Linked DNA regions of Hordeum vulgare: region 1 is linked to region 2. The links are chromatin contacts, called in public Hi-C maps. All regions are on one chromosome and are shown on one strand. The core of a region is the stretch at or near the end of the contact, and the rest is flanking DNA. Distances in the headings are between cores, read along the strand shown.

Region 1 (2,700 bases), core at 143-2,642, 200 kb before region 2:
GAGCAGGTTGAGGAGCGACACCCTGGCGTTCACGAGCGCGCGGTACACCTGCTCGCCGCTGGCCTCGGCGGCGGCCACGCACTCCTCGAGGCCGCGCACCCGGCCCATGGCCGCCTTCCTCTCCTCCTCCTCCTCGTTGCAGTAGTCCTCGAACGAGAAGGACACGGTCCTCCGCCGGCGGAGGAGGTCCGTGACCAGCCACATGGGGCTGGCGGGGGCGCGGGCGGGGGAGTATGGCGTCGGGGTCCTCGGGGACGGGACGGCGCTGGCGGCGGACTCGGCGGACGCGGACGAGAGTCCGGAGAAGATGGCGGCGGACGCGGCGGCCACGGCGGCCGTGGCCGCCGCGAAGGCGTCGGCGAGCGTGATCTCGTCCAGGTCGTCGTCGGGGGAGGCGCGGTGGCAGAGGTCCCGGGCCGAGGACGCGAGGCGGGAGACCTCCCTGGCGGCGCGGCGCTGCGCGCGGAGCGCCGCGGCGAGGCGCACGCCGTCGCGGCGGCGCAGCGCCGAGTGCGCCTCGTTGAGCAGCTGGCGGAGCGCGACGAGCGAGTCCCGGAAGCAGCCGTGGAGGTCGGCGAGGAGGAGCAGGTCGTCGAGCAGCTGCTCCGTCCACGGCCGGCGGAGCGCGTCCCGCGCCTGCGGGTGGTGGAGCATGGCGGACAGCCCCGCCAGCACCTGCCCCGCCCGCTCGGCCCCGTCGGCGACCCACGCGGGGCCCGTCTGCGCGGGCTCGTCCGCCCACCGCAGCAGCGCGCGCGCCGAGTCGTGCAGCGCCGCCACCAGCGGGTGGAGGCGCACCGGGAGGCTGATGGAGCGCACGCGCGCGTACGACGACAGCTTCTTGGGCCGCGCGCAGTCCAGCAGCGCCGACTTGGGCGACGTGAGCGCGTCCAGCGCCCGCCGGAACCCCACTGCCATCGCCGCTCTCTGCCTGCTGTGCTCGCCGTCCTCTGCCTTTTCGATCGGGCGTTTGATCCTTGGATGTGGTCTCGGTGTGGGCTGCTGGTGATGGGGGAGGCGGTGTTTTATACTGATGTTTATACGTGGAGCGAGTGTGGTAGTAGTGGAGCGGAGCCCGCACGGGTGGGCGCTGGGCTGTGGAACACGTTTGACTGCGCGAGCAAGAGTCGGTTGTTGGCTAGCTTGGCCGTTCTATTTTTCTTCTAAAGAAAGAAGTTCGTTAGCTTGACGCCGAAGAAATATGCTTGCAAAGCCAGCCAACTTGTGGGAGAAGCCTACCTAGCCAGCGCCCACCCAGGGTAGAAAAGGAAACTATACGAGGCTAAGCAACGAAAAGTTACCGTCTGCGGCGAGGCTTGGAGCATCTTTTGATGCGAGACGGGGTGCTGTCTTTGGAGGGTGTGATGATATATGAAGCCGGTCATGTCAAGTTAAGCGAACCAACCATTGCCGCCAATGATCCAGGAGAGGAGCTCCAGCTGTGCGTACGCAGGTCTGGCTCGTGTCATGTGCGCTCTGGGAATAATGGAGCGAGTACGCATGGACTGATGGTCCAAGCAAAGTCATGTTATCATAATATATATGCACGTTAATCATTTTCCGGCCTGTCGTGTTTATACTTGCAGGGAGTAAGTAATACTGGTATTATATATATTTTTTTTTGAATTTTATGTATTTTCTTTCGCGGCTATTGTACCTAGACAATAATAACGTTATTTTTAGAAAGGATTGATGGAAGAATAAAAGCAGAGATACCTTCAGTTCGATCCTTCTATAGGCAAATAATGTAGACGGGCTTGCATTTTGAGGGTCATGAAGGTATTGCTTCTTGTGCACATCAAATATATATAGCACTAAAATAGACAAATATCTACAACAAATATGTATAAGTTTACTCCTTCCGTTCAATGAAGATTTAGATGAGATCTCGAAGAGAGGCCCGACGTTACCCCCCCCCCCCCCCCCCCCCCCCCCGCGCGCGGGCGACTCGGGCGAACACCCTAGCCGTTGCCCGCCAACGTTCCTCCTCCGCCCTCCTCACCTGCCGCCGCCGGCAAGCTCCACCGGGCAAAGCCTGATTGGGGTCGGTGGCAGGAGGCCCTCCCTTCCCCGCTCGTTTGGCTTGCTGCACGGGGGCAGTCTCGTAAGGCGGTGATGTGGGCAGCCGTGGCGGGTGGCCGGTGTCTGGCTCGCGCTGGCCGGCGCGCCAGTCAGGCAAGGTGACACGCGTGCGCACCCGAGGCGTGAGTTGGGCGACGGATGCGCGGGGTCCGGGAGTCGCTGCTGCGCCAGATCTGGGGTGGGCAGTCTGTGCGGCTGGAACGACAAGCAGAGGCCAACGAGGTGAGCGCATGCGGGCGCCTGCGCGCTTGGTCCGCAATGCGCAGGAGGCGTCCCAGCGCAGTTGCGCCGCTGCGTGCGGGGCATGGGCGGTTGCCAGTTCCAAGAAGGCGAAGGTGCATGGTGCTCAGGCGTCGTTCCCCTGGATTTGCGGCCTGTCGGTTGCAGGAGGCGCACAGACGTCGTCCCTAGTGCGGATCTGCTGGGTGGCGGCCTCATGACTCTAGCGGACTAGCCGGTGGCTTGGATCAGCAGCCGTGTGGGCGGACGACCGGTCTTGTGTTGCATCTGGTGGGAGGAATCAGTGCGATGGTGGTTCGGGAGGCTCGACGCTGCTGCGGGTGTGGAGGTCATGATGGCGGTGGCTGGAGGGAGACGAATGGTGTCGGTGCGGTGGTT
Region 2 (2,733 bases), core at 9-2,508:
AGATCATCAAATGCACGCGCAACTACTCAATGATTTGGTGGAGCATATGTGGACACATAATAAAAATTAAAGAGCGGACGATTGAATGTGCACTTTAAATAAAATTGATATAAACACTTTTTATGTTCGATACCAACATTAGTTTTATGTGCAACATTTAGTTTCTATAATCGACTTACGTGATTTTACATAGATTTAAGAATCCGGATATGAAATATATGGATACCCAGAATAAAATATGAGAAACCGTCCAAGTACATTCGCGGATGTGTCCGCAGGCTTTTGAAGGATCGAATTTAGGCCCTGTTTGGAACCATAATAGATTATGATAATCTGGATTATGAACATAGATTATATAATCTGGTTTATAAAAATAATCCAGGTGGGCATGTTTGGAGGCCAGATTATATAAACTGTAAACCAGCTTTTAAATTGTACAACGACATGTTTGCCCTCTGTTTACAAGGAAAAATAGGAAAGTGGCGGTGGCACTGCGTAATTCTCTTGAAGTTTACGAGGGTAACACGTCATTTGTAATGTATAATCTCATTTTAGCTGGGGTAGACCAGATTATGAGATTATAATAATCTGGTCATCTAGTTTATAAAATCTACAATATAAACTGTCCTGTTTGAAAATATAATATATTATAAAACCAGATTATATAATGTATTTCAAACAGGGCCTTACATGGTTCGATTGTTGATGCCCTTACTGTGCTGCGAGTAATGGCGACCCGGGCGGCGACACGTGTAGCACGATCCGCCTTCGGAGACGCGCTCCTCCGGTCCCGCCCCAGCGCACCCGCCTACCCTGGCCGGTGCCCCACGCCATGCCATGCCATGCCGTCCCCGCCCGCCCGCCCACCGCACTGATTGGCACTGCACCGCGGACACTGTTTGGTTCGCGGACGGATCACCCGCCGCCCCAGTCCATGCACCCATCCACTGCGGCACAGGCCGGGGCAAATTAATGATCGGCGGGCGCCACGGCGAGCCCCCCACCCACACCCCTCCGTTCCATTTCCGGTGCCGCTGGTGGGCCGTGGCTCGGGCGACGGGTGCGCTGCACCAAGAAGATGATTGATCCGTCCTCGCTTTCATTTGCCCATCGATCGACGATCCCCCACCCGATTTCGGATCGATCGGAACTTTACTCCTGCGAATCTGCGAGCTCGCGACGTTAGTGCTCCTTCCATGGCTGACCCATCCACGTGTTTTTAATGCGTGTTTTATGAGGGTCTCTGTTGCCACGGCCCGACGGCAGCAGCAGAGTGGGAGGGGAACTGGGTATAACCTGGGACCTGGCGACATGCCGCCGCGCACCCGGGGCCTCGCGCGTACGGGTCCATGAACCGATCTCCGCGGCATGATGCATGCATCAACATCCAACATCCAAGCATGCATGCATGCTCTCCTTTGTGTAAAGGAGAAGCGCCAGCATGCATCAGCTGACAGGCTATGTGTCCAAGGGTCGCTGTATCAGTCATGAGTCATCTGAACTCAAAGCAAAGCAGGTGCATCTCTTCAACGCAGTATGCACGCGCGGCGATGGGAGAAGGAGAAGGGATTCTTGCGGTGGCATCTCAGGCCTCTTCTGTTTCTACCTGCTGCGTCATATTCACGTCTGTCGCTGTCGCTTGAAAGCCAACAGATGGACGTATAATGATGATCAGTAACTACCGATAACATAAGCACTTGCTTAACCAACGTCCTATGCTGTCATGCACGACCAGTTGCTGTATTGATGTGGATGTAGTACTACTGAATGTACTACGTGGAGCATTTTTGATTGTAGAACCGGTGCTAGAACTTTGACCGGATCAGTTCAGTGGCTTCCAGAATGTTGAGTATATTTAGCATTTATATCTGTATACCTAACCCACCTCATAGATTTGTGTATAGTTGAGATGTGACCTATCTTATACTGTACATCATATATATCGTGCGCTTGCATCCGATTAATACATCGAAAGTCGCATTATATACGGCTACATGGTACCAGCCTTACCACAATCCCTACCCTAGCCGCCGTCGCCTCCTCCGGCCACCGCGTGCGCCTCCCTCCACCCATGCCGCTTCCCTCCTCCAATTGCCGCCGCAACCCTACTCCCACGCACCTCTCCCTCCTATCTACCCTAACCCTAGATCACCTCCACCGGCGCCGTCCTAACCCTAACCCTACCCACTTCGTCGCTCTCTCCTGCCGACGCCATGTCCTCCTCCGGCTGCAGCAACAACCCCTTCGGTTGCTCCTTCGACTCCGACTCCGAGGTTCCCGCCCTCCCAGCAGCAGCAGTGCAACGACGGCGATGACAACCGTCGTCGTGGTCGCGGTGGCAACCGCACCTGTGGCGGCGACTGCGGTCAGCCGCGCTTCTCCAACACGTAGGCTCCATAGCCTTGGAATGGGGACTACAACCCCTGGACGGGGGTCGTGCATGCCTATAGGATGCCTGTGTCGCGGCCCCCCGCTCCGGGTCTTATTGGCCCGCATCCGCCGACGCACCAAGCTATTCTCGCCATGCAGCAGCCGCGCTACAACGCCCCCGCGCAGCCTGGCCAAGTCAGCCTTCTCGATCTGCCGCTGGCTTACGCCCCCGCTCCGACTGGCGCCCCTACAGCGCCTACGGTGGCCAGCCCGGCCACCACGAGTATCCCTCGATGGACCCGTCGCTCCTAGCTGCCCTTCAGCGGGCACTCGTGCCGCCCAACACAGGTGGGGTGATTGGTT

The links. A called contact is a pair of places that touch in the nucleus more often than the background predicts.
Region 1: a contact with region 2 is called in a Hi-C map of seedling, with 6 times the contacts expected there. The contact joins two enhancer-like sites. A contact is called at or near these places in 2 of 6 Hi-C or Micro-C datasets (leaf and seedling).

The regions. Positions count from the first base shown.
Region 1 is chr1H:367,006,268-367,008,967 of MorexV3_pseudomolecules_assembly, reverse strand. No RefSeq gene overlaps it. Among protein-coding and RNA genes, the nearest start is that of LOC123437615, 12 kb to the left of the region's middle. Within about 2 kb of position 1,392, at least 3 of the 3 cell types and tissues checked have open chromatin away from gene starts, as enhancers often do. A contact at or near this core is called in leaf and seedling, where this site is marked.
Region 2 is chr1H:366,809,141-366,811,873 of MorexV3_pseudomolecules_assembly, reverse strand. No RefSeq gene overlaps it. Among protein-coding and RNA genes, the nearest start is that of LOC123437615, 210 kb to the left of the region's middle. Within about 2 kb of position 1,258, at least 3 of the 3 cell types and tissues checked have open chromatin away from gene starts, as enhancers often do. A contact at or near this core is called in leaf and seedling, where this site is marked.